3 separate regions of the Mus musculus genome follow, and all the other regions are linked to region 1. A link is a contact called in public HiChIP or PLAC-seq and promoter capture Hi-C data. All regions are on one chromosome and are shown on one strand. The core of a region is the stretch at or near the end of the contact, and the rest is flanking DNA. Distances in the headings are between cores, read along the strand shown.

Region 1 (4,540 bases), core at 609-3,108:
AAAAGCTCCCATTCCAGAGTGAGAAACGGATGGGAGCAGAGGAGCCTTGAGATATAGTGATCAAAGAGGAGCAGAAGTGTGGGGCCTGAGGCTTCTCGGGAGAAAGCAGAGACCTGGATTTTATGTAAATGTTCCTCCTTTTAAAAGCAAGTCTGTCTCCTCTGCTGTCAGAGGCGCCCCTCCTCTGCTCTCCTCCCACTTTCTCTGGCTTGCCTGTTCCCTCTCTCTCCTTCTAGATGCCTGCACTGTTTTCACTGCCCTCAACCTGAATCTCCTCCTTGCAGCTCCTGCCTAGAACGTCCAAACTTGAACTCTATGTGTATGCCCTGTACTGGACGGATTCTAGGCAGTAGCTGGAAGGAGGTTACATGGTCTACTTCCTAGGGCGATAGGCACAGGCTGTTGAGGTTCTCAGCTGAGATCCTGGGCCAATCATGCTGAGGTTGGCCTTGTGAGGACGGGATACTGAAGTCCTCAGGGAATGCAAAAGTGAGAGCCCAGTACCCCCACTCTGGGTCAGGATGTATACAGATCTGGAAATTGGCCTGAAAGAGATAGGAGGAGGCTTTGAGCCACAGAGGTAGGGAGTTCTTCATGCTCTGCTCTCTGCCAACTGAGAAAGTTTAGAAGGCCGTCAAGAAACGCAGAGTTTTGGTGACAATGATCACATCTTGGAGAACAGCTAGGCCATTCCAGAGGAACACCAAGAAATACTGGGTCTCAAAGGCACCACCCTCCAGCATCCACTGTCCTTAACTCTGACTTTCTTTCTCCTGACTGGAGTGTCTTAGGTGAGGGGCTTTGGACAGAAATCCTCCAGTCAGCATAGGTAAAGCAGCAGGGTCAGAATCAGGAGAAGGGTATACCAGGTCCTGAACCAGTTTGGGGTTTAGAAAATCAACACAGACCTCTCTTGGATGAGAACCTAGGATGGAAAGACCATGGGCCAGTCAATTCTAGGAAGGGACCTCCAATCTTCTAGGCTGTCAGGGCAGACCTCTAACCCTAATCCTAACCCTAACCTATGCCTTGGTTATCTCTGAAGGCCTGATGCTGGCTGGCTGTGATAACTACTTCTTTCTCACTTTAGATATCCGTACTTCAACCCAGGTGGCAAAATATGTGAGGAAGATGGGGCTGGAGAGATGGCTCAGTGGTTAAGAGCACCGACTGCTCTTATGAAGGTCCTGAGTTCAAATCCCAGCAACCACATGGTAGCTCACAACCATCCCTAACAAAATCTGACGATCTCTTCTGGAGTATCTGAAGACAGCTGCAGTGTACGTACACATAACAAATAAATAAATCTTAAAAAAAAAAAATACGTGAGGAAGAACAGCGTGCCCGTTATGCCTCTGATCAGCTGAGCCCAGAGTGCTCGGTGCAGCAGGGATTGTTTGTGAAGCATGAGTGTTGGAGCTTCTTAAATTTGCCTATCCTGGAGGGAATAGCATTGAGGACAAGTAGTCAGATGGCTGGTATCTCTGATAGAAAAACAAAAACAAAAACCCTGAATCTCAGGCTGCCTATTCATGCAAGCCATCTGCCCCAGCATCCTCATCTCAGAACACATCGTAGTCCCAGGTCCATGGACTAGTCTATTGAGCTAGGTTACTGACCTGGGACATTGAAGACTGGGGCAAAGAGAGGACACAGGATCCTGGTGCTTCCTTCACTGGACAACTGGAGCCCTTTGAGCACAGTGCACTTGGAGCATGCTCCTGGGATGCACACCTAAGGCCTTCTTGGGACCTCTTGACCCCGCCCCTGGAGCGACAGACTTATTTGCATGGCTCCGCCTCAGAGCGACCATTGGCAGTGGTGGCGGGAGGCTGGGCCTGAATGGCTGCGCCGCCTGTGGGGACGCGGGGGCGGGGCAGGCACTGAGTGCTGGAGATGCTGCTGCTACTGCCGCCGCCGCTGCCGCTGCGGGACGGGTTCGGGTCCGAGTCGGTCTTGGCGGGCACGGGGCGTGGGACAACCCGGGACACAGCGGTAGCAGCAGGAGCACACTGAGAACCATGTCCAGGAAGAAGACCCCCAAGAGCAAGGGGGGGAGTGAGCCGGCTACCTCTACGCTGCCCGCCGCCGCCGCCGCCACCAATGGGCCACGTCTGGCACATCCGAGGACTGTGCGCCCTGGCCCAGAGGCACCGCCCAATGGGCCCCCGCAGTCCATCCGGCCCTCACTTGGTAGCACTGGAGACTTCTACGATGTTGCTTTCAAGGTGAGCCAGGCACCTCCCCGCCATGGGAATGCAGCAGGTGGCGTTGGATCCTAGACTGCCGCTGGGGAAGAGTGCAGGGCCTTGCAGACCCTCGGCGCTGAATTGGCACAGCACCTTGCAGATGGCACGGCAGTACCTTACATTGTCACGCGACCCTACGTGCGTGCACGAGCGCGCGCGTACACTCTCTCACACACACAAACACAACTATTAGACTAGGGTCTGGGGTATTCAACAGCTGGCAGGGCCCTACCCCCACTCCATCTACTGCAAGGCCAAGCAAGATCAGAGTTTTGAAGCTGTCCCTCTGGGATCTATGGCCCCTACCGGTGCTCCTGTCTCATCATTTCCCATCCATATGCTGCCTTCCCTCACCCCCCCAAGGGGCTGTAAGTGTCCTTTTTCTGGGAGAGAAGAGAACAAGGCCACCCTAGACCAGAACAAAATTGAAGCCTAGGTGAATTGACCTCCGAAGGCAGGGCCATCACTGGGTCCTGAAACATTGGCCTGAGGGATCATGTGGGTGGGAAAGACTTCACTGGTCTGGCCCTCAGGCCCACAGATATCCCTACCCCCTCTTCACTTCAAAAGCTGTCACACCTCTTCCGAACCTTGCTGCTGAGATTTGTGTCTTTGCTGGAATTCGAAGAGGCCCCCAATACTGAGTCCCCAAAGGTCTCTTAGGAGCTTCCAGCTGCACTCCCATGGCTCTGCTCCCCATAGGCCCCAAATGCTGCCCTCCCAGATCAAGCATGTTGTCCATGGAGGAGGGGTAGGTAAGGTCCTGGATGGGGACAGCTGTCCTCACTCTCTGTGACTGAGGCAGCATTGTTGGAGGGAGAGGTGATAGGGGGTGAACGGGGGTGAGGGTGGGGAGGGGGAGAGAGAAGCTGGGCATCCATGCTATTGGGGTCCACACTGCTGAACCTACAGGCCTGGGATACTCATTTCCTCTCCTGCCTCCCCCACAGCTCAAGGCAGATCAGAAGCATCTCTAGGTGGGCAAGGCCCTCGGCTCCAAGCCTGAATCCTCTGATCCTCCTGCCTGTTCTAGGTCATGCTGGTGGGGGATTCCGGTGTGGGGAAGACCTGCCTGCTTGTGCGCTTCAAGGATGGGGCTTTCCTGGCTGGTACCTTCATCTCCACTGTGGGCATCGACTTCCGGGTGAGAGTAGAGGCCGGTGTCCCGAGCTCTGACTGGGTCCCACTGTGCTATGGTTCCTATACATAGTCCTCCTAGTACCCTTGGCTGTGGATTCTCAATCTCCTGACATGTCCATAGGCCCAGGGGGTGGAGCTTAGCTACCAAAGCATCTGCCACCCACCCCTGAGAGTCCGGGGGTCCTGGGAAGCCTCCTAATACCCAGGGTAGTGCCTGCATTCAGCGGAAGCCGTTTTCTCATCCCAGGGGTTGATGCTGTGCTCCAGGATAGTGACAGCGAGAGAAAACCTAAGGCCTGTTCACTCAGGAGATCCCTGCATTTGCATATGGAGACCTCCTTAGGATCCCAGGCAGGGTCTCGAGTGCTAGTGTTAAAGCCCATCCCCACCCCCACCCAGTCTGAATCTCATGTGCTGAGGTGTTGGTGTGTTCTTGGCAAATCCTGAATTTGCATTTTTTCTCACCCTTTAATTTGACCCAGTTAGCAGGGGGTTGGGAGGAAGGCCCATTTCTGGAGACAGGAAAAGGGGCTCCCTCCAGTGGGACCTGTTCTTTATCCTATACAGGCCTGGAAGACTGTAGGTCTCCTTAAGCCCTCTAGGTTATAAGAGTCTAGGGTGAAGTAAAGGCTGAAGTACCAGAGGGAGGAGGAGAGGCATGAAAACGGGTCTCCTTGCCTGTCATGGCCTCCCCCTCCTCCTCTTGGTTTGTAGGGCTGCTTGGTTTGCACCCCTGTTCAGGGTGCAGGAAAGGCGAAGCACCCTCCTGTGCCAGGCAGATGCCAGGCTGAGCCTGGGTCCCTCAAGATCTGGAAGCTCTGGAGAAAGGGAGAGCCAGGCTTGGCCTCCTGTAGCTCCACCCTCTAGTCAGCCCTTCTTTGGGATGACAGGTGGATGGCACTTTAGTCTAGTGTCTCATCTTGAAAGGGACCGATCTGGAAAACTTGCAGACAGCAAATTCACGAATATCCCCTATATATCAACCATAGATCTGGGCTCTGTGGGCACAGTAGAGAGTCAGACAAGCATAAGACCATCTCCTGGGAAATGGGTGTCCCAGTGACTGAGGGGGGAGGGGATAAAATCAGCTTCTCCAGGCAGGGTGAAGGAGCTCAAGTTGAAGGTGCTCCTAAGCTAGTATCTGTCTTTAT
Region 2 (4,540 bases), core at 1,202-3,701, 690 kb after region 1:
CCTGTCTCGAAAAGAAAGGAGGAGGGGGAGGAGGTAGAGGAGGAGGAAGAGGAAGAAGAAACCACCAAAGCCAGACACAATGGTGCATACCTTTAATCCCAGCACTTAGGAAGCAGAGGTAGGCTGTGAGTTCAAGGCCAGCTTGGTCTATAAATCAAGTTCCAGGACAGAACACACAGAGAAACCTTGCCTCATGAGAGCAAAATAAATAAATAATATCTTAAACTTACTTTATTTTCTATGTACCAGTATTTTGTTTGGATTCGTGTCTGTGCAGCACCTGTGTGCTTGGTGCCTGCAGAGGTCAGACGAGAGCATCAGATCCCTAGAAGTGGAGTTAAGGACAGTCCTGAGCTGCCTTGTGAGTACAGGGAACTGAACTTAGGTCCTCTGCAAGAAGAGCAAGTGCTCTTAACCCCTGGGCCTTCTCTCTAAAATAACGCTTTAGAAAAATTAATTAGGGGGCTGGAAAGATGGCTCAGTAGTTAAGAGCACTGATGGCTCTTTCAGAGGTTCTGAGTTCAAATCCCAGCAACCACATCATGGCTCACAACCATCTGTAATGGGATCTGATGCCCTAATCTGGTGTGTCTGAAGACAGCAACAGTATGTATATTCATGTACTTAAAAAATAAATAAATCTTTTTTAAATTTTATTTTTATTAGGTATTTTCTTCATTTACATTTCAAATGCTTTCCCAAAAATCCCCCAGGCCCTCCCCCCACTTTCCTACCCACCCTCTCCCACTTCTTGGCCCTGGTGTTCCCCTGTACTGAGGCATATAAAGTTTGCAAGACCAAGGGGCCTCTCTTCCCAATGATGGCTGACTAGGCCATCTTCTGATACATATGCAGCTAGAGACACAAGCTCCGGGGTACTGGCTAGTTCATATTGTTGTTCCACCTATAGGGTTGCAGACCCCTTCAGCTCCTTAGGTACTTTCCCTAGCTCCTCCATTGGGGGCCCTGTGTTCCATCCAATAGTTGACTGTGAGCATCCACTTCTGTGTTTGCTAGGGCCTGGCGTAGTCTCACAAGAGACAGTTATATCAGGGTAAAAAAAAGAAAATCTTAAAACAAACAAAAAACACAAATAATAAATAAACAAATAATTAATTAAGACCATGCATGGTGGTACACACTTTTTTTGTTTGTTTGTTTTGTTTTTCGAGACAGGTTTCTCTGTAGACCTGGCTGTCCTGGAACTCACTTTGTAGACCAGGCTGGCCTTGAACTCAGAAATCCACCTGCCTCTGCCTCCCAAGTGCTGGGATTAAAGGTGTGTGCCACCACGCCTGGCATGTGGTGGTACACACTTTTAAGCCCAGAGGTAAGTGGATCTTTATGAATTTAAGGCCAGCCAGGTCTCTACACAGCCCCAGAACTTATTATGTAGACCAGGCTGGCCATGAACTCATAAAGATCCACCAGGTTACTTTTGGTCATGATTTATCACAGCAACAGAGCAAACTATGACAATATGTCTTCTCAGTTCAGTTAGTCCAACTAAGAACATCCTCACAGGCCTGCATGCAGGCCAAGCTGATAGAGAGAATGTCCCTCACTGAGACTGCCTTCCCACGAGACTTCCCAGATTCTGCCAAGCTAAGGGCTGAAATTAGCTATCACAGTTATACAATGATTGATAGAGGCCAAAACCAGGACCCTGGTGCAGTTAAGCAAGCATCTTACCACTGAGCCTTCTCAATAGGTCCTTCTGGTGCTCGTGGCCAGGTTGTTGCTCAGTGCTGGGCTAACTTCCTGTGAGACAAAGGTCCTTACTGAGAGAACTAAGTGTTGTCCATTAGTCTGGGCTGGTGAGGTAATCTAGAAGCATGTGTCTGATTTTGATAGGTGTCCTTTACTGTATAAACTTTGACCATGAACATATTACATTCTCTGAGTTCCATAAGAACTTCTAATCAGTCGTGGAGGCAGAGGGTTTTGGTATGGATACCCAACTGGCTGTGAATTCAAAGCTAATAACTGATGAGCCAGTATGGTTATATAGGCCCTGACATGTTCCTGTACAAAGGGTAAGAGTGTCTGGTGATCCCCATACAGTGTGTAGGGCTCATTGCAATGGTAGCAGGTAGATTATAGGGCTCTAAGCTCTGTCTGTCCTCAAATAGGGCCAGCCTTTGTTCAGTGCATCCAGCAAAAGGCTATCACACATAACACAAGGCAGCATACCCTAAGGCCTGCTCATGAGCTTTTCCTAGGAGTGCGGGCTGAGGGCCAGGGCCTTGGTCCTACAGAAAGCTGTCAGTACACAAGAGAGAAGACATCCAAATCCTGGGCTCTGACAAGAAAAAGATGACTGTGGTTCATCAATTGACCGCTCTGGAGTCAAGCCGGGAAACGGTGGCCGAGCAAAGCTCCTACTCCCTGACCTGTCCCCTAGAGGGCGCCACTAAGCCTGTAGCGGCAGGACGTTAAAGCTGGGCACCCGACTTCAGAGAGGCCGCCATGGGTATACAGGGCCCAGTGCTGCTGCTGCTGCTGCTGTGCGTGATGCTGGGGAAGCCTGGTGAGCTAAGGAGATTCATTCACCAGACTGGGGGTCATGGGGGAGTATGGGAAACTCGGAGGTCCGCGCGAGGCTCACCTTATCTCCACCCAGGGTCACGTGAAGAAAGCCAGGCGGCAGGTGAGGAACCGTGGTCCCTGTGAGAAACACCTACCGAGGCCAGGCATAAAGAAGTCGCCTCATCTTTTCCACTCCTCCCCCACAGATCTCAAGAGCACAGACATCAAGCTTCTCTCAAGTGACTGATGGGCTCTGTGGAGGGCTGGGTGTCTGTGAACCACGTGTGAAGGGTTTCTGCGCCATCTCCTGATCTCCTGCCTCTTCAACAAAACCCCAGGATACTGGAGGAAGGGGGGGGGGTGTACGGTTGCGTGGTTCTCCCCAGTTCCTCCCATACACGTGTACCCTAGGGATGCTATGGGCCTTCCTAGGCTGCTCAGCCATGTGTCTTATTTGTCTGTCCCAGTGCCCTGTGGCCGCCGGAATGACACTCGGTCCCGGATAGTGGGCGGGATAGAATCCATGCAAGGGCGCTGGCCGTGGCAGGCCAGCCTGCGCTTGAAGAAGTCCCACCGCTGCGGAGGGAGCCTTCTCAGCCGCCGCTGGGTGCTCACTGCTGCACACTGCTTTAGAAAGTGAGTGTGGGATGGTAGGAGCGGGGTGGGACAGCCTCCTGATATCCTGAGCTCCAAGCGCTGCTTACAATCCAAAAACCTTACCATTGGCCCTGCAGGGGGCGCCACTCTAATTCTTCCAGGATGTTTTATTCAAACATTCCCATGCTGTTTCGGGTCTATTCATCTATGCTCACTGCCCCCTACCATATCGAATTAGGAAGGCGCAGGTCTCATTCCACCTTCCCTTGGAGGTTCCCAAGGTTGGTTGGTTGGTTGGTTGGTTGGTTGGTTGGTTGGTTGGTTGGTTGATTGGTTGGTTGGTTTTGAGGTGCCTTGAACTTTTTACTTAACAGAAGATGACTTTGAACTTCTGATCCTCTGGCCTCTACCTCTTGGCATGCTAGGATTACAAACGTGCACCTCCATGCCTGAGTCTATACAATTCGGGGGGGGAGGGGGGTCAAACCCAGGGATTCACTCATGATAAGCAAACTGTCTATTGAGTTACATCCCCAACCCCATACCAGATATGAATTCTATTCAGAGAGGCCCTTAAGAAGTGACCAGACCAACCAGGCAGTGGTGGCGCACGCCTTTAATCCCAGCTCTTGGGAGGCAGAGGCAGGCGAATTTCTGAGTTTGAGGTCAGCCTGGTCTACAGAGTGAGTTCCAGGACAGCCAGGGCTACACAGAGAAAGCCTGTCTCGGAAAAAAAAAAAAATAGTGACCAGACCATTGGGGACTGTGGTCTTCCTGTTTCTCTCCTCAGAGTCCCAGGAGAAGGGAATCTGGTTATGTCTAGGCTTTGTTTCTACAAGGGGGTCTCAGCAAGTAAATAGTACCAGAGCTACGGTGTCACCTCACACAGAGATCCGGTGGCTCAGGTGGCCAGCGTCCTCCTGAGGGTCCTGATCACTTTCATCTTCCCTGCTAGGTACCTTGATCCAGAAAAGTGGACCGTCCAGCTTGGGCAGCTTACATCCAAGCCGTCTTACTGGAACAGGAAGGCCTATTCTGGACGGTACAGGGTAAAGGACATCATCGTAAACTCCGAAGACAAGCTGAAGTCCCATGACCTGGCCCTGCTGAGGCTGGCCTCCTCGGTCACCTACAACAAGGACATCCAGCCTGTCTGTGTGCAGCCTTCCACCTTTACGTCCCAGCACCAGCCCAGGTGCTGGGTGACCGGCTGGGGAGTCCTTCAGGAGGATTTGAGTGAGATTAGCAACGCAGGGTGGGCATGTGGGTGTGCTATCTGTCCCCTGTTTCAGCCACAGCAGGCCCTGAAACCCTTCTCTGGCTCTGGAGCTCCAAGAGCCTCCTGCCTTCCTGCTCAGCCCCCACCCCCATTGCTTCCCACCTGCATGGAGCTGCCTTCTGTTCTGGAGCAGGG
Region 3 (4,540 bases), core at 831-3,330, 650 kb before region 1:
AAACTAACCCAAACAAAACCTTGACTTATTAAAATCCAAAAGTGTTACATAACTGACAACGTGCAAATAAAACAACTTTCCTACCATTAAAAAAAACAAAACAAAACAAAAAAACAACTACAAATGAGCAGAACGCATCACAGTGTTAAAGAGTCCTAGCCTACATAAGCAGATCACGGGCTCCTGTCCACAAATCAATTCACAAATCCTTATCAGAATAACAGTTCTGCTACTCTTCTTTAAAATACATACATAAGCAAGAAAATATTCCACACTTACATGTTACACATGACACACTTACAACTGACCACACAAAACCGTTTTAAATCAGATGGCTGGCAAAACATGGGCCAGTTTTAAAGTAGAGCATTGGATGGGGTGGGGTGGTAAGTGAATCAAAATCAGTTTGAATTACCAAAGATTTTCACCTACAACACACATACATCATCTTTTAGGAAACTAGCCTACAAACAGGGAACCCCTCAAGCACACTACTCTACTGACCCCGAGAAGTCTTGAATAAAAATGAGGTTCCCTCTACAGGTAGTGGGTGTTAAAAAGAAGCAAGGAGACCAGTGTAGTGGCATACACCTTTAATGCCAGCACTTTAAGGGGCCAAGACAGGTATCACTATGAGTTTGAGGCCAGTCTGGTCTACATACAGTGTTTCAGGACAGCCAGGCCTTCATAAAGACACCCTGTCTCAAAAAAACAAAAAACCAGAAACCTCAAAAACCTGTTGATCAGAGAGTCAACACCAATCCTGAGGAAAGACCATGAGCCACCCACCGGAACCCCACTTACTCATCACCATCGGGACACAGGCCGGTGGCCTCATCGTACTTGGAGCAGTATATGTCCGGGCTGTAGTTGAAGGTGCCATCGCGTCGTCGGAGCGGTCTGCGACGACGCTGATTTAGGAAATGCCAATGGAAACAGGTGAACGGCCTGTGCTGGCTGCACTTATGCTGCAAAAACAGGGAGCACTGCTCTGTCCTAAACTCCTTTAGATACCTAAAAAGACAAACAGCGTTGCGGGCCGCAGCCACCGCCGGCTGGAGGCCCCTGGGATGCGGCGGGGCAGGGTCCCAGACGAGAAGCATCCCCCACCCCCGGCAATACACACACACACACACACACACACACACACACACACTGAGCGATCCTGACTGCCATGGCCCGGTACCCTCCTTTTTTAAAAGCACCCCGGGTGTCACTTCCCAACTCGGAGACCAGGTAACTCCAGTCAGGCAGACTCTCCGTTCCCTGACCCCAAATACCACTTCCCAGTCCCCAGATAAGAAGATTCCCGGACACGAGGCATAGACCTCCTCTTAGCAGGCCATCACCAACTCTGATCCCAGGTAACTCTACAGAAGTACACTCCATTCTCTGCCCCCTTCTAGTCCCTGACCCCTGGAGCCACCTCTCAATCCTCAGTCCCGGTCTCCCGCTCGACTACCTTCATAGGTTCCAGATGGACTGCAAGCGCCACCCGCCCACACCAGGCGCAACCCCTCTTCTGCGCCGCAGAAACGACCCCCGGGCTCACAACCAAGCGGCCACCGGACTCTAGGTGCGGCTCCGCCCCCAGCCCAGAGGTCACCCCAGACCCCGGAACCGCCTCTCAACCTCAGGCAGCGACTGCTCGAGTCCGGATGGCCGTGCGCCCACCTCCAGCCCAGGCGCGGCCCTGAGCTACGAACGCAGGCGCTGTTCCCCAGACTCCAGTCTGGCGCGCGGGGTCGCCGGAGACCAGGAGCAAGTCCAGCCCCCAAGCCAGGGGTCACCGAAAACCCTGGGCGCTGCCACTCCACCTTAGGCGGCGGCCCGCGCCTGGACGGCGTGACCCGCAAGAGCTGGCGGCGGGGGCGCGGGCGCGGGCGGGGCGCACCCACAGCGGCGACACCGGGGCCCGTGGCGCACGCGGGCCGCTGCTTTGCGCCGCAGCGCCCAGAAGGCCACGGACCGCAGCCCAGGCACTGACCTGTAGTGGGTTGGTTTCTCTGTCTGCGGGGGGGACCCGCTCAGCGCCGCCGCCGCCGCTTTCGAAACCGACGGCATTTTCAGTCAAAACAATGCAGCGCGCATGCGCCGCGCCGGCGCCCCCGGATCTCCCCCCCGCACCGAGCCCCCTGCGCCCCCCGCCGCGCCGGCCACACCCCCGGGCACGCCACGCCGGCCACGCCCCCACCGACCCCTCGCCCACGCGCGCTGTGCGGCGGGGGTGACACACAGGTTCTGCCGGCCCACCACGGCAGCAAGTTACAGGCGCAAGGCGGGACACGCCCGTTGGTGTAGAGTCCCCATGATGGCCTCTGCGTCCAGGGCTGCTGTTGGGCACAGGTTTCTTTGAACTGGAAAAAGTCTATAATTAGACTGTGACGATGGTCGCCCCTTTATTAAATTTGTGAATTTAAGGATAATCCGAGTGTGAATTCTGTTGAGCCACTTTTTTAAAAACACAGCGTAAGATGCTGCCAGATGAGCCCATCGGGTAAAGGATGTACAGGGTGGTCAGTAATCAGACTGATCTGGGGTCCGCAGAATGCTAACTGCACGTGGCGGGCAGGACTCGCAAGTGCTAGGATGAATTCGGGAGAACCCAGGGCTAGCATTCACTGGTGTGTAAAGTGACCACAGCTCCTCTGCTAACTGCGGGTGTGCTCTGAGGGATAAAGTCTGAGTAGCACAGCCACAAGTGTTCTGAAAGGAATGGGCAGAAAAGAGAGGGATGTTTTCAGAAAGGAGGATTACAGAAAACCTATCCCATTTCCAGAAACACGATCTAAAATATTAACAGAGAGACATACACGGTCCAGGTATGTATGCTATATTTTAAAGTACTAGTAAGGTAAAATTACCATTTGCTGGTAGGATTACTGACTTCTTCATATGACATTTTTGTAGACAAATTCTTTGAGTTGTTGACAACTTTGGAGAGTGAGTTGGTTTGGTTTGGGTGCTAGAGGTAGAACCCGGAGCCATGTGCGTGCCCGGACCCAGGTCCATGCCGGCTAAGCACTTATCCCTGAGCATTTCCCCTAGCCCACAGACCCTGAAGTTAACTTAGTTTAAAGGACTTATTTTAATGGTTGCACAAGCATGTGGATGGATAGTGAGCTGTAGGCAGTCCCAGCAAACAGAAACATTGTTTTTTCAAAGATCAAATAGAAGAATGAGCAAGCAGGGAAGGGCAGACAGGGGAACCTACAGAGGAATAAATGTGTCTCAGACTGCTGAGGGATAGGGAATGAAAACTAGGTCAACCCCCAAGTCCAGCCTGGAGAAACACACAAGACAACCTAAGGAATCTGAGAGAGAGAGAGGGAGAGAAAGAGAGAGAGAGGGAGAGAGAGAGAGAGAGAGAGAGAGAAGCTGGCTCTGTAAGGTGTGACAGAGAGCAAATAGCAGTGATGGTGGAACTCAGCGACCTTGACTGTGGACATGGGCAAAGGTCTCTCATCAAAAGATGTGTTTTATTCCTCTGCAGACATCACCTGTGACACCCACATAAGGGCCAGACGTGTCCTTTTATTGAAGCTGGTACTCGAGGGCTATGGCTCAGAACAGAACTAACAGGTTTTTATCTGTGTAACAGCTCACTTCCAACACTACTGAGCCTTTCCATTTTCAAGAGCTTACACAAAGTGGCTGTTGGGGCTGGAGAAATTGCTCACAGTGAATGGCTCCTCTTCCAGAGGACCCAAGTTCAGTTCCCAGAACCTACATGGTTGCTCATAGCCATTTGTATTTCCAGTTCCAGGGAATCTGACATCCTCTTCTTACCTGTATAGGCAACAGACATGTATGTGATGCACATACATACACATAAAGTAAATCTAATTTTGTAAGCGTCAGTTACGTTAACTCCTCCTCCCTCAAAAGAACATGTTTTATTCAATCATTTCTTTCTGCCCAACAGTTTATCTACTGTCTTGTACATGCAGCTGGCTTATAGTTAGTTACAGGCCCTCTCCCTACCTGATATTTGCTGGGCACTCACCCAGAGAATTCATTGGGCTGAAAACAATAGGAAAAACACAAGCTACAGTCTATTTGGGAAATTGGAAAAGCATAGCACAAAAAATAAATAAATAAATAAAATAAACATTTAAGTAACCCTTTAGCTAACACACCTATTCTCCTATCCGTAAAATAGATGTGAAACTCAGATCTGGTGGTGCTCGCCTTTGATCCCACCACTCAGGAGGCGGACGCAGCCTCTGCCTCTGAGTTCAAGGCCAGCCAGGGATACAGCCAGAATTCCAGGATGGCCAGGGCTACATAAAGAAACCTTGTCTTGAAAAATTAGAAAGGGGGAAGGAAAGAAAAAAAACGAGAAAGCAGAGGTGTAGTGAGTGTCCCCACTTATTCTGCTCACGAGTTCAAATGCCCACATCACTTCAGATAAGTTATCAGCCTGGCAGCACTGAGAACCCACTGCATGAAATGTAACATTTTTTTTTTTTTGCAAAAGCAATTCTATGTGAGCTGGAAACAGACCTCATTGGTAGGATAGCACAATAGACTCCTGAGT

The links. Promoter capture Hi-C pulls out the DNA fragments that hold promoters and counts their contacts. HiChIP or PLAC-seq counts read pairs in DNA pulled down with a chosen protein or histone mark.
Region 2: a contact with region 1 is called in a promoter capture Hi-C map of neural stem cells. The contact joins the promoter of Prss41 here to the promoter of Rab26 in region 1. A contact is called at or near these places in 2 of 39 promoter capture datasets (cranial neural crest and neural stem cells).
Region 3: a contact with region 1 is called in an H3K4me3 HiChIP or PLAC-seq map of embryonic stem cells, with 7 read pairs. The contact joins the promoter of Unkl here to the promoter of Rab26 in region 1. A contact is called at or near these places in 1 of 39 promoter capture datasets (pre-B cells), 1 of 484 Hi-C or Micro-C datasets (muscle stem cells) and 1 of 115 datasets of contacts at active chromatin or transcription factors (embryonic stem cells).

Annotation. Positions count from the first base shown.
Region 1 is chr17:24,531,065-24,535,604 of GRCm38.p6, reverse strand. It overlaps Rab26 (RAB26, member RAS oncogene family), which reads left to right and starts at 1,858. Exons shown (of 9, transcript NM_177375.1): 1 at 1,858-2,228; 2 at 3,283-3,393. The coding sequence starts at 2,022. Gm33508 (predicted gene, 33508) reads right to left here and starts at 1,710. Exons shown (of 3, transcript NR_169077.1): 1 at 1,620-1,710.
Region 2 is chr17:23,842,067-23,846,606 of GRCm38.p6, reverse strand. It overlaps Prss41 (protease, serine 41), which reads left to right and starts at 2,451. Exons shown (of 7, transcript NM_027644.1): 1 at 2,451-2,530; 2 at 2,624-2,650; 3 at 2,736-2,768; 4 at 2,997-3,165; 5 at 4,082-4,362. The coding sequence starts at 2,470.
Region 3 is chr17:25,185,940-25,190,479 of GRCm38.p6, reverse strand. Unkl (unkempt family like zinc finger) reads right to left here and starts at 2,080. Exons shown (of 15, transcript NM_001197024.1): 1 at 1,988-2,080; 2 at 805-1,014. The coding sequence starts at 2,064. BC003965 (cDNA sequence BC003965) reads right to left here. Exons shown (of 2, transcript NM_183150.2): 2 at 2,818-4,540. It overlaps Gm52286 (a long non-coding RNA gene), which reads left to right and starts at 1,010. Exons shown (of 2, transcript XR_003952239.1): 1 at 1,010-1,364; 2 at 1,471-2,426.